Linked DNA regions of Sus scrofa: region 2 is linked to region 1. A link is a contact called in public Hi-C data. All regions are on one chromosome and are shown on one strand. The core of a region is the stretch at or near the end of the contact, and the rest is flanking DNA. Distances in the headings are between cores, read along the strand shown.

Region 1 (5,325 bases), core at 770-3,269:
GAGAGTTTTCGAGGGCAATCTAAAAACCAACGCCGAGCCCTAAGCACTTGCCCGACCCGCCCTGGCGATGTCACAACACACGGCTCACAGGGCCACCCAGCTGCTGGACCCAAGGGACCCGGCTGCAGCCCTCCAGCCTCCTGTTAGGAGGGACGAAGAGAGGATTTGTTCTGGGAGCAGCTGACACCCCTGCCTGCCCGCCCTGGCCCCAGCATATGCGCTGAAAAGCTGGACGCTTAAAGGAAAGTTTTGCACTTTGATTAAAAAGGAAAAAAAAAAAAAAGGTCCAGCCACCACTTCCTCAATTGTCACAGCTCTTTCACCACTGGGAATGATGAAGGTTAGGTAAAAATAGACACAGTCATGATTTGTTACTTAGCAAGGCATCCAGGGCCATGTTCAAGTGCACTCCCTGCATGCACACTTTGTCTTCTGGCCGCCGTAAGCGGATTCTAGCAATGGGAACCCTCGGCTTCTTCTATGTGGCTCGATCCTCCTCAGCCAAGAGCCCACTCAGCTCTCCTCCCAGGCCTTCCCCCCCTGGAAGGATGGAGACTGAGCTGCAAACGCCTCATCTCTGGATGTGCTATAAACCTGATTCGATTTGATCCTCCCGACTGGTCCTCAAGGGCGGGTACCAGCCTTACCATCACCATCGGCGCCTCCGCCGTCCTCACTCTCATCACCATGGTAACCATCACCAGCACCCATCACGCCCAGCAAGCTGCCCAGGCTTAGTGTACTTGGCCGAATAGTGACCCCCGCAAGATGTCCCCGTTCTCACCCCCAGAATGTGTGATCTCACATGGCAAGAGGGATTTTGCCGATGTGATTAAAGGCTTAGAGGTGAGGAGATTAATCTGGATTATCCAGGTGGCTCAATGTAACCACAGAGGTCTCCTGGGGGGGGGGAAGTAGGGGGCTCAGAGTCAGAGAAAGATGTGAGGACAGAAGCTGAGGCAGAGATTGGCAGCTGCTGTGCTGCTGGATTTGAAGGTGGAGGAAGGGGCCACGAGCCAAGGGATGCGGGCGCCGCTGAGGCTGGAAAAGACGAGGCAACAGATCCCCCCCTGGAGCCTCCAGAAGGAGCAGGGCCCTGCGGACAGCTTGATTCTAGCCTGCTGGGACCCACGGAGACCTCTGACGTGCAGGGAGATGATACGCTGGGGCTGCTTCCAGCTGCTCCGTCTGTGGCCATACACCACGGCAGCCACAGGAGCTGCATGGATGAGAGCGTCACTTTACAGCTTGGCTCTCCTGCTTCGTAGCCGGGTGCCCCTCTTGGAGCAGGGGCAGGCACACCATGGTGCCTGTCACCCAGTGTCTGTAGGCACCCCGGGGCCGACGCCAGCCGAGAAGGTTGTGCAGTCGGCCGCATGCTGAGCTGCGGGTGGCCCTGTGCTCAGCCAGTCTGGGGGCTGACTTTTGATTTGTGCTCCAGAGGATGCTGGAAAAAGGAGGGTCGCCCACATCTGAGCATCAGAACAAACAGGAAAACGGCCCCCAAGGGCTCTGGATGGAGGTTACCGTCTACCCCCGCTGCCTGTCCCTGCCCGAGAAGGAGGCATCTTCTCAGAGTGTGAAATGAATGTCCCTCTTGGCTCACAGCTGGTCAGGCCCAGATCTTTCACATTAAAAAAAAAAAAAAATGCAGCAGGGACAAAACCCAAAAACCAGAAGCTGGGGGTGCTGGTGGAGGAGGGCAGGCAGAAAACACGGGGCCCCTGGAGCGCCTGGCCTGAGCTTGAGGGACTGGGGCACGGGCGGCCTGGCCGGGCACCCCTGGGGAGGTCGGAGGGTGGCTTGGCAGCCTCGGTGGCCTGGGTGATGCTCTGCCGAGGCCCTCTGCATGCCGAGACCTCAGGAGGGCAGAACACGCAGCTCCAGGAAGAATCTGAAACACAGGAACTTGGCAGAAACCCGACTTCTCTAAAAATATTAAAAGCCTGTGGCCCGCAGAGGCCTGATTGCGAGGCCCTCCGACTCTGACAGCCGGGTCCCTGACCGTTGAGACCCAGCGTGGTCCTGGCATTGAGCAACAGGGCCCTGCTCATCCCCGTCCCCACCGCCCGCCCCACCCTGTGCCCACGGGAGGCGAGAGAGGAGGGGAGAGGCGACTGCTGGTGTGGCTGTGTGTGTGTGTGCGTCTGTGCGTGCGTGTGGCTGTGTGTGTGTGGTTGTATATGCATATGGTTGCGGGTCTGGCTCTGTGTGTGCATGTGGCTGTGTGCATGGGTTGTGTATGTGTGTGGCTGTGTGTGCTCGTGTGTAGGCCAGTGTGTGGCTCCACAGCCCTCCTTGAGGGCCAGGGCGGCCTCTTCGCCCAGGACAGTCAGAAAAGCCCTCGGCACAGGTGTGGAGCCGCTGCGGTCCTGGAGGGGACAGGTAGCAGTGACAAAACAAGGGCTCTGTTGAGCTCGGACTTTGTGCGAGGCCTTGTCCTAAGCACATCATTGCCCCAGTCCCCGGAACCCAGGAGCCTATAAGAGCTACTTTTAGTCCCACTGAATGGAGCAATGAAGTCCAGAGAGGTGAAGTCATTTTCCTGAGGCCACACAGCACCGGGGCAGGGAATGAGGAAGCCTGGATCCAGGGCTGAGGCCCCAGGGCTCTACTCATAGCCTTGTGGGAGAGTAGCAGCCAGAGCCACCTGGGCAGCTGTGGCCTCGGCAGGAGGACCCTTCTTCTCACCCACATTGGGCTTGTAAGGTGGCCCCCTGGCCCTCTTGAGGCTTCTAAACCCTCTGGCGCCTTTGCAGCGTGGCCTCCTCTCCAGGCCTGAGCGAGGGCAGCGGCTATGCTGAAGGCCCTGAGCGGTGGCAGCCACTGGGGAGGGGGTGTGTGTGGCTCCGAGGCCCCCCACCAGAAATCTTCCGTCTCTAGAGTCTGGTCCCTCTGCTGCACTCCAGGGCATCGCATTGAGGCCTCTGCCTTGGGGAGAAGCGCCCACCTTGGCACAGGGGAGGTCCGGGGATGCATGGTGTCGCCTGTGCACAGCCTGCTGCCCGCTGCTCAGGGTGTCCCGCCCTCCCGGAAGGGCAGTGGGGCCAGCTGGCTTTCCTTCCTGGTGTCTGGCTGTGCAGCTGCCCCGTGCTGTCCCCAGCCGCGCCGTGGCTTCCTCCACGCGGAGTGGGGCTGTACCCGCACTGGCCACATGGGAGCGCGGCCCTGCCACCCGCAGGGTCCCTGCCCCTCTGCGCCTGGGAAGGAGGAGGGAGCCCTCGCCACCTTCCCTCTGGGCTGCCCGGCAGCATCACAGCATGACGGGGACAGGGACACGGACACGAGCAGCCTGGCTCCTGGGGAACCGGGCTTGGGGAGGTCTGTGGCGTGGCAGCCCTGCGCCTGGGTCTGGGGGCCCCAGTGCGGGACTCACCTCCTAGCCCTCCCAACTTTCTAGCCACAGGCCCTACCAGCCCTCTGTGCCTTGGTGTCCCCATTAGGGACATGGCGGGGGGAGTAACAGCCTCGGCCTCATCAGCTTGGGGCCGAGCCAGCACATGCTAAGGGCTTCCTGTGGGTGGCTGTGCTTGTCACCTTCTCCGAGGAGGGGCGTTTGGAGCTGGCCTTGGTTGGGGATCGACAGCTCCTTGAGCCCCATCACCCCACTTTGCAGGTGGGGGATGGAGGTCGTCAGTGAGGAAGGATCAGCTCCTGGGGGACAGTCCTTCGTCCTCTCTGTCCTCCTGAATGTCAGGGAAGCCAGGCCACCCTAAATATTTCACTCGAAGGAAACCAAGTACAGACTCAGCCCAGACACCACGGCTCCCACCCTGGGGAGGGGTGATGGTGCCGCATGAACGTCCACTCACGTTGCACGTGACCTTGGAGGTGAAGGCTGTAGCAGGACATGGAACCAGCAAGGCCACTAACACCTGCCGGAAGCAGCCGGCATGGAGACTGGGCCCCTGGCGCTGGTGGCAGAGAGCCTGGGTTCAGAGCCTGGCCCTGCTCAGAGCTGAGGCATCTCCCTGGGTAGATGTGTAACCAGCTCTGCCTCAGTTTACCTGTCTGTACAGGGCTCTCTGGAAAACACGGCAGGTGAACACAAGTTACTGCTCCTCTCTTGATCCACCCTCTCGCTTCGTGGTGGGGGAACCTGAAATTGGATAGAGGAAGTGACTTTTCTAAGCAGCCCCCTGGCCTGAGCAGCCACGGGATCGACAGAGCTGAGGCAGAAACTTCTTGCGAATGGAGGGAGGTTTGCTTTGGCGTTGGTTTCTCAGGAGTCAGAGCCTGGCTGGCAGCCCACACATGTGTGAAAAAGGCCTTGGAGGAAATGAGGGCTGGGTTGGTGTCCCCGTGCAGGGGCTGCTTTGCCCACCACGTCCTTGCTGGCTTCTGCGACGGCTATGCCATCTGCTCTGCTCCTGGTCCTGGTGAGAGCGAGCCACAGCTGTGTGGCCTTGGGAACAGCACCTAACCACTCTGGTCTCGTTTCCTCGCAGCTGTGATACCACCGCCCCCTGTTCCCCAGCCCCATGAGCCTGGACCGCGTCTTCACGCTAAACGGAGCCACGTTTTCAAAGACATTTGTTCCTCTGGGGCCACGGCTGCCTAGAAAATATGCTGAGAAAATAATACCACCAAGTCTTGGCTTGAACGACCCCCACTGTTTCTTTTCTCCTCGACTGGCAGGTTAGAGACAGTGACATTTATTCCTCTACTGGCATCAAGTAATTTTATTCCCAAATGTTACACAGGCTTGATGCAAAAACCCTGGAAAGCACAGGAAACCATAAATTTGGAGGGAAAAGAAAAAAAAAAAAACATAGTAGGAATGAAAAGAAAAAACCAAAACCAAAACCAACCCCAAATGAAAAGAAAGTTTCTGGGGAAGGCTGTCCCGTTCCTAGGTTGAACAGCCATAAAGCCGCAGGGTTGTCGCTCTCCCGGAGGCCATCCTGGCGTTTGCTGGAGGAAATCCTCATTTTCCAGAACCTTCTGCACATCAGATGCCTGGTCCCCCCGAGGCGGACAGTGTGGGCGTCGGCCCAGGTCTGGCCTCTGACACGAGCAAGTCCCACCTGGCAGAGCACAAGGCGCTCTAGGGTCAAGCATCTTCCTTTCTGCACTGAGTTCCCAGGGGGCCTGGAACGAGTGTGCTGACGTCTCTGTGACCAGCCCTCCTCCTCCGTGGACAGGGATCCTTCTAGATAAGCGTGTTTGTTGTGCCGAGGCCAGAAGGTGACTGTGATTTCGGATCTAACCCGAGTATGTGTTTAATAAAAACCGGTTGCTTTGCCACCACAGCACGGGAAGCTTCAGGAAAGCAGCACGAGCAAAAGCCAGCGGCCGTGCCCTCGAGGGCCTCCATCCGGTCCA
Region 2 (5,390 bases), core at 1,942-4,441, 130 kb before region 1:
TTCCAGGGCTGGAGCATCCAGAAAGCGGAGTGAGCGAGGCTTTCTCCAGGGTGTCAGCAGAGGGACCAGGGCCTGGGCAGCACATCTGTTCCACACCCTCCTTGGCCCGTGCGCTCTTCCGCCACGGGCAGGGCTCTTGCAGGCAGCTCTGGCCAAGCCCATCCCAATGTGCCCTGCCCCGGCTGCCCAGGCTCTGTCTTGCAGAATCCTCTGGCCCATGGGGGCATCTGTGCAGGGGCAGCTCTGCAGGCTGGAGACTTTATTTCATAAAGCAGGGAAGCTTTGCTTTTGACTCGGCACAGATCCCGAGAGCAGGATGCACTTTACAGGGGTGCGCTGGAGGCGTGCACGGCCTGAGAGTCGTTGCTCCTGGCCTTGCTGGCACCTGCGTTAAAGCGTAGAAGGGCTTTATCCTTGATGCAGGCTGGCCAGGGGCTAAGAGAACCCGTCTCCAGCTCAGGCCGCCTGGGTCCCAGCTCTGGCTTCCTGCCCTACATGCATTCTGTCCTCTGCAGACGTGAGCTTGTTCTCCCATTTCATAGGTTTAGGAATAGGCCACAGGGAGGTTAAGTGACTTGTTTAAGGGCACACAGCCAGTAGAGTCGCTGCTGGGATTTGAATTCTAGTTAGCCTACGCTGGAGCCCACTAAATGCCTGTTGAGTTGCCTCTGTACAACTCCTGGCATGTCGTAGGTGCTCGTGCTTGTTTATTCAACAAACAAACCTGTCCAAACCCTAGGAATGGGGCAGCCTCTCAGGGCCTTTGCAAACTGTTTCCACATCTTTTGTGCTCTAACCACGCTTTCTCCCCACCCCTCAACCAGACCAAAAGTCAGCAGCAAAACCAGCTCAGCTCGGACGTCTGCTGCACTCCAGGTGACGGGGGACCTCCTGAGCCTTCCTTTCCTAGGCCCTCGCTGGGGGCAGCACCCCGCTTGGGGTGGATGTTTGGAATCTCACGCCTCCATAAAACGTAGGCGTGCTTTTGCCAGATTCAGCCCTGCACACCAGCAGGCGTGCGCCGGGGGAAGCGTGGAGGCAGGATTGCCATCCGCAGGGATTACAGACCCTTCGAGAATCTGCTAGACTGTCCTGTGGCCACTCACAGACACACACGCGGCGAATCCTGGAACAAGTTACTGCTAGTCTGAGGCAGGTCTGAGGGTGAGCGCGCCCAGCTTAGCTTGCTTTTCCCAGGATTGTCCCAGTTGTAGCCTTCGAGCCCTGCATCCCTAATGTCACTGATCTTACTGTGGCAAAAAATAGCTCTTTGGGGAGTTCCCATCGTGGTTCAGCGGTTAATGAACCCCGGCGGCATCCGTGAGGACGCGGGTTCAATCCCCGGCTTCACTCAGTGACGGGTCAAGGATCCGATGTTGCAGTGAGCTGTGGTGTAGGTCGCAGATGTGGCTTGGATCCTGCATTGCTGTGGCTGTGGCTGTGGCCAGTGGCTACAGCTCCGATTGGACCCCTAGCCTGGGAATCTCCACATGCCATATGCTGCAGGTGCGGCCCTAAAAAGACAAAAGGCAAAAGGCCAAAAAAAAAAAAAAAGCTCTTTGGAATTTCTATGATCTGCTGAAAAAAAGCTGAAAACAGAACACTTAGGGTGTCCTGACAAAGCCCTGGCAGGAGCAGGGGATAATCCTCAGACGCAGGACCCCTGTCCCTGAGCTCCTTGGTCCCAGGACTGAGAGCTGCTTCCCCAGCTAAGGAGCCCGGTTCACTGCCGGCGTCCCTCCTGGTAAGATGCCGGGATCTTACCAGGAAACTCAGGGGAAACAAGTCTCTATGCCAGTGTTGTCCGCTCAGGCCACGCCTAGGGTCCCCTAGGCAGGTGTGTGAAGGTGCTGAGGCGGGGTCTTACCTCGGGGGCACTTGCAGGGTTTAAAGTCTGCCCCAGGTGATTCAAGTGCAAGTTCAAACCTCTGCATTCATTCCCACGTTGCCTGGGAAACTGGGTGAAAACAGAGACCTCTGCCTAACTGAGGGCTGCTGGACCAGGATCTCTAGGGGCACAAAGCGTGCTCTGGAGGCCAGGCCTTTAACAAAGGGGGGCCCCGGGTGCTGCAGCAGTCTGGCGGTGGTGGGGTGGGAAGGTCGGTCAATGCAGAGGTCCTCTTGCGAAGGAGGAACCCTCCCACCCTCCTCCCGTGGGCATCTGAATCTGACAGTGTCACAAAACTGGCTGCCACACCCCAAATGAACACCAGGTGGCATCCGGGCTCCATCCTTGTCCTGGAGCCCCAGTGGCTGGCTCTGCAGTAAAAGCAATTTTTCCTTCTTGTCAGACTTGTCTGCTCAAAAGTTGGCCAGGGGGTTTGTGCAGCCTGGAGTGCAGGGCAGTGACCGGAATTGTGCTGCCGGGTGTGTGGCATGCCTTCCAAAGTCTTGTGTTTGATGGTGAAAATCCATGGGAATTTGCTCTTTTGCCCCATGATACTGCCGTGTCTGTTTTGATACAGAAATAATTATTTCCGCGCATCGGGAGTAAAATTGCCCCCCCCCACCCCCCAGGCAGATCCACTGGCTCTTCCAGGCTTTTCAGATCAGCCTCCCGACACTGGCAAGGGACGAACTGAGCTTCACTGTCTCCCCCTTCGTCCATTTCCTCGTTGGTGCCAAACTCCTGGCATGGGAAGGACAGGACCCCCCCACCCCCACCCCCATCTTGGGGAATCGGGTGACACGCGTTGTCATCGGCTCAGTAAATTCCACTGTGTCATCGCGTTGCCGGTGAGCTGCTTCCCACCTCCACGCTTTGAGGGCGAATGTTATGTAACAGGACCGAAAACCGCCTGCGAGGCGGCGTGGAGGGCTCCCTTCAGAAAGGGGGAAACAGAAACTCAGGGAGCCTGGGGGCCGTGGGGGATGGTGGTGGCACAGCATGGAGCCCCTCTCCGCCGGGGTTCTGGTCTGCCCAGCAGCCCGGGAGTGTCCTGCCCTCTTCCTGCCTGGTTTCGTTGTTGGAGAGGCTGTCCCTGGGGAGTTGGCAGGACCCCTGAGCACATCCCGAGGCTCTAGCCACGCAGAGCAGCAGCTCCCTAAATGCCACGAGTTCCAGGACCCTCGCTGCTGCTTTGTCCTCCAGAGTCCGTGTGATGGTGACGGGGCACCTGCTATGGAAATGCCAGGTTTTAAGGGGGCAGCAAAGTTCCCAGTTTCCTTTTCAGAGCCTTTGGCTCAGCCTCCTTGCCTTCCTGCCAAGAGGGTGGAGCCTTGCAGCCGCCTCCAGGGCCAGTGCCCTTCCTGCTGCGGCCCACTGCCACTGGGAGAGGCGCATCTGCTCGGAGCCTTGACAGACTGGGGTCGTGCTTCTGGCCCTGGGCTCTGCGGACCTCCAGTGTGTGTGGGGGTGGCCTAGGGGGCTGCGTGTGTGCGTGTGCTGTGTGTGTGGTTAGTTTCTCAAAAGCCACAGGAATAAACAGGACATGTATTCTTGGGGCATTATTTTCAAAGTTTTGGAAAAAGGTTCCTGTTGTTTACAAGTAGAAGAAACAAGCATACACCACAAAGTGGAAAGAGGCTCCTTCCACTTTAAAGATAAAACAGACGACTTTAAAGAGATTCGCATGGCGGCCGGTTGGAGCCCCCTCCCCTTGGTGGGGGGGTCTCCTCTGCTGAGAGTGACTTGAAAAGTTCATCTATCAACTCCACCCGTTTCTCGAGTACTGTGTACAAGGCCCTGGGCCAGACACGGACGGGTGGAAAGTGGAAGGTGCAGCTCCTCCTGCTCCTGAGGATCTGGTGGTCCAGGGAGGGGTCTTGGCTACATCTCCACTCTCCTCCGCCTCACCACTCTCTCCAGCATCGCCGTCATTGTGATCCTCTTCCTCATCCCCATCCCCATCCCCACCCCCACCGCCACCCCCATCCCCATCCCCACCCCCATCCCCATCCCCGTCCCCATCGCCACCGCCACCCCCATCCCCATCCCACCCCCATCCCCATCCCCGTCCCCCTCACCATCCTCGCCGCATCCTCATCCTCTCCAGCATCTCCTTCACCATGATGCTCCTCCCCATCCCCATCCCCACCGTCATCCCCAGCTTCATCCTCCTCCCCCACCGTCTCCAGCCTCAGCATCACGACCACCACCTTCTTTCTTCTTCTTCACCATCATAAGCTCCGAAACACCTGTGTCTGTTTTGTTCCCCACTGTTCCCCTAGCTTCTGGGGTATTGTCTGGCATATATTAGATACTCGATAAATATTTGCTGAGCGGGTGTCTCATCGTCATATAATAACGCTCCCCTCTGTGTTGCGTACTAGCCCAGCTACAGCTTCCTGCAGTCCTGGGAGGTAGGAAGTGTAGCTGTCTCTTCCAGATGGGGACACCGAGAGAAACTGAACAACTTCCAAGGGCTGTACCCCAGTAGATGATGGGGTTAGTGTCTAGACCCTGATCCATGCACCTGCAGTGCCTGGCCTCCCACCTTGAACCACGGTGGCCTGAGGCTCCTGGCAGAGCTGTGGGGTAGGACTTAAGCTCAAAGGGCATGGGCTCTTGAGGCTGGCTTGGTGAGGGGTGGCTTTGAGTTAGTTTCTCCATGGACGCTGAGGTAGTCCGTGTCCAGATGCCAGAGGGCCTGAGCTGGAGGTGCCCACGTGGGTTTCAGAAGGTGTGACCTGCAGGAGGTTTCATAGCAATTCCATGTTTGGGGCTTCTTGGCCAGTGGCTATGTTGGCTTCTGGTGCTTCCCAGGCATTTCTGTACCCGCTGTGGCCATGCCAGGCTGGAGGGGGGCTCTTGGGTTTTCCCTTTGATCAGGAGCCTGCTGGGGTCACCTGCAAAGTAGTCACAAGGCTGCCCTGGAGGACTTTCCCAGCCATTAGGGCCACCACTTCCTCAAACCTCCCTGAGGTCCCCTGGAAAACACCAGCGTGGGAGCCACATGGGTCTGGAGAGCCACTGTTCTGGGGCCGCAGGGGAGACGGGCTGGAGAGACTGGGCACCCACCTGCGGGGCCTGGACGCACTCAGCTCGTAGCCAGGTGGCAAGGCTGTGTGGTGTATGAGCGTCCTGGGCTCTTGCACTGATGACCCCACTCTGGGGGCGCTTAGAGAGATAGGAGTTTATTTCTCCGCCGTCCTGGAAGCCAGAAGTCTGAAGTCAGGGGGTGGCAGGACCAGGCTCCATCTCGAGGCTCAGGTGCGGGTCCCTCCTGCTTTTTCCTGGTTCTGGGGGCTCCTGGCCGCCTCCCTCCAGTCTGTTTTGTCTTCACAGGGCCTCTTCCCTGTGTCCGTCTGATCTCCCCTCCTTCCTCTTCTAAGGACACGTGGCATTGGATTTAGGGCCACTGGCCTGTGTGACCCCATCTTAACCAAGTACACCTGCAGAGACCATTCGCTGGTGAGGCCACACAGGCACCAGGGCTGAGGACCTCACC

The links. Hi-C and Micro-C count contacts between places; a contact is called where the count stands out from the background.
Region 2: a contact with region 1 is called in a Hi-C map of alveolar macrophages, with 5 times the contacts expected there. The contact joins two enhancer-like sites. A contact is called at or near these places in 2 of 5 promoter capture datasets (fetal skeletal muscle and liver), 15 of 47 Hi-C or Micro-C datasets (alveolar macrophages, blood, embryonic fibroblasts and 8 more) and 2 of 2 datasets of contacts at active chromatin or transcription factors (alveolar macrophages and skeletal muscle).

The regions. Positions count from the first base shown.
Region 1 is chr6:2,988,150-2,993,474 of Sscrofa11.1, reverse strand. No RefSeq gene overlaps it. Among named protein-coding and RNA genes, the nearest start is that of IRF8, 70 kb to the left of the region's middle. Within about 2 kb of position 2,019, at least 7 of the 83 cell types and tissues checked have an H3K27ac peak or open chromatin away from gene starts, as enhancers often do. A contact at or near this core is called in alveolar macrophages, liver and retroperitoneal adipose tissue, where this site is marked.
Region 2 is chr6:3,120,407-3,125,796 of Sscrofa11.1, reverse strand. No RefSeq gene overlaps it. Among named protein-coding and RNA genes, the nearest start is that of EMC8, 15 kb to the left of the region's middle. Within about 2 kb of position 3,191, at least 38 of the 83 cell types and tissues checked have an H3K27ac peak or open chromatin away from gene starts, as enhancers often do. A contact at or near this core is called in alveolar macrophages, liver and retroperitoneal adipose tissue, where this site is marked.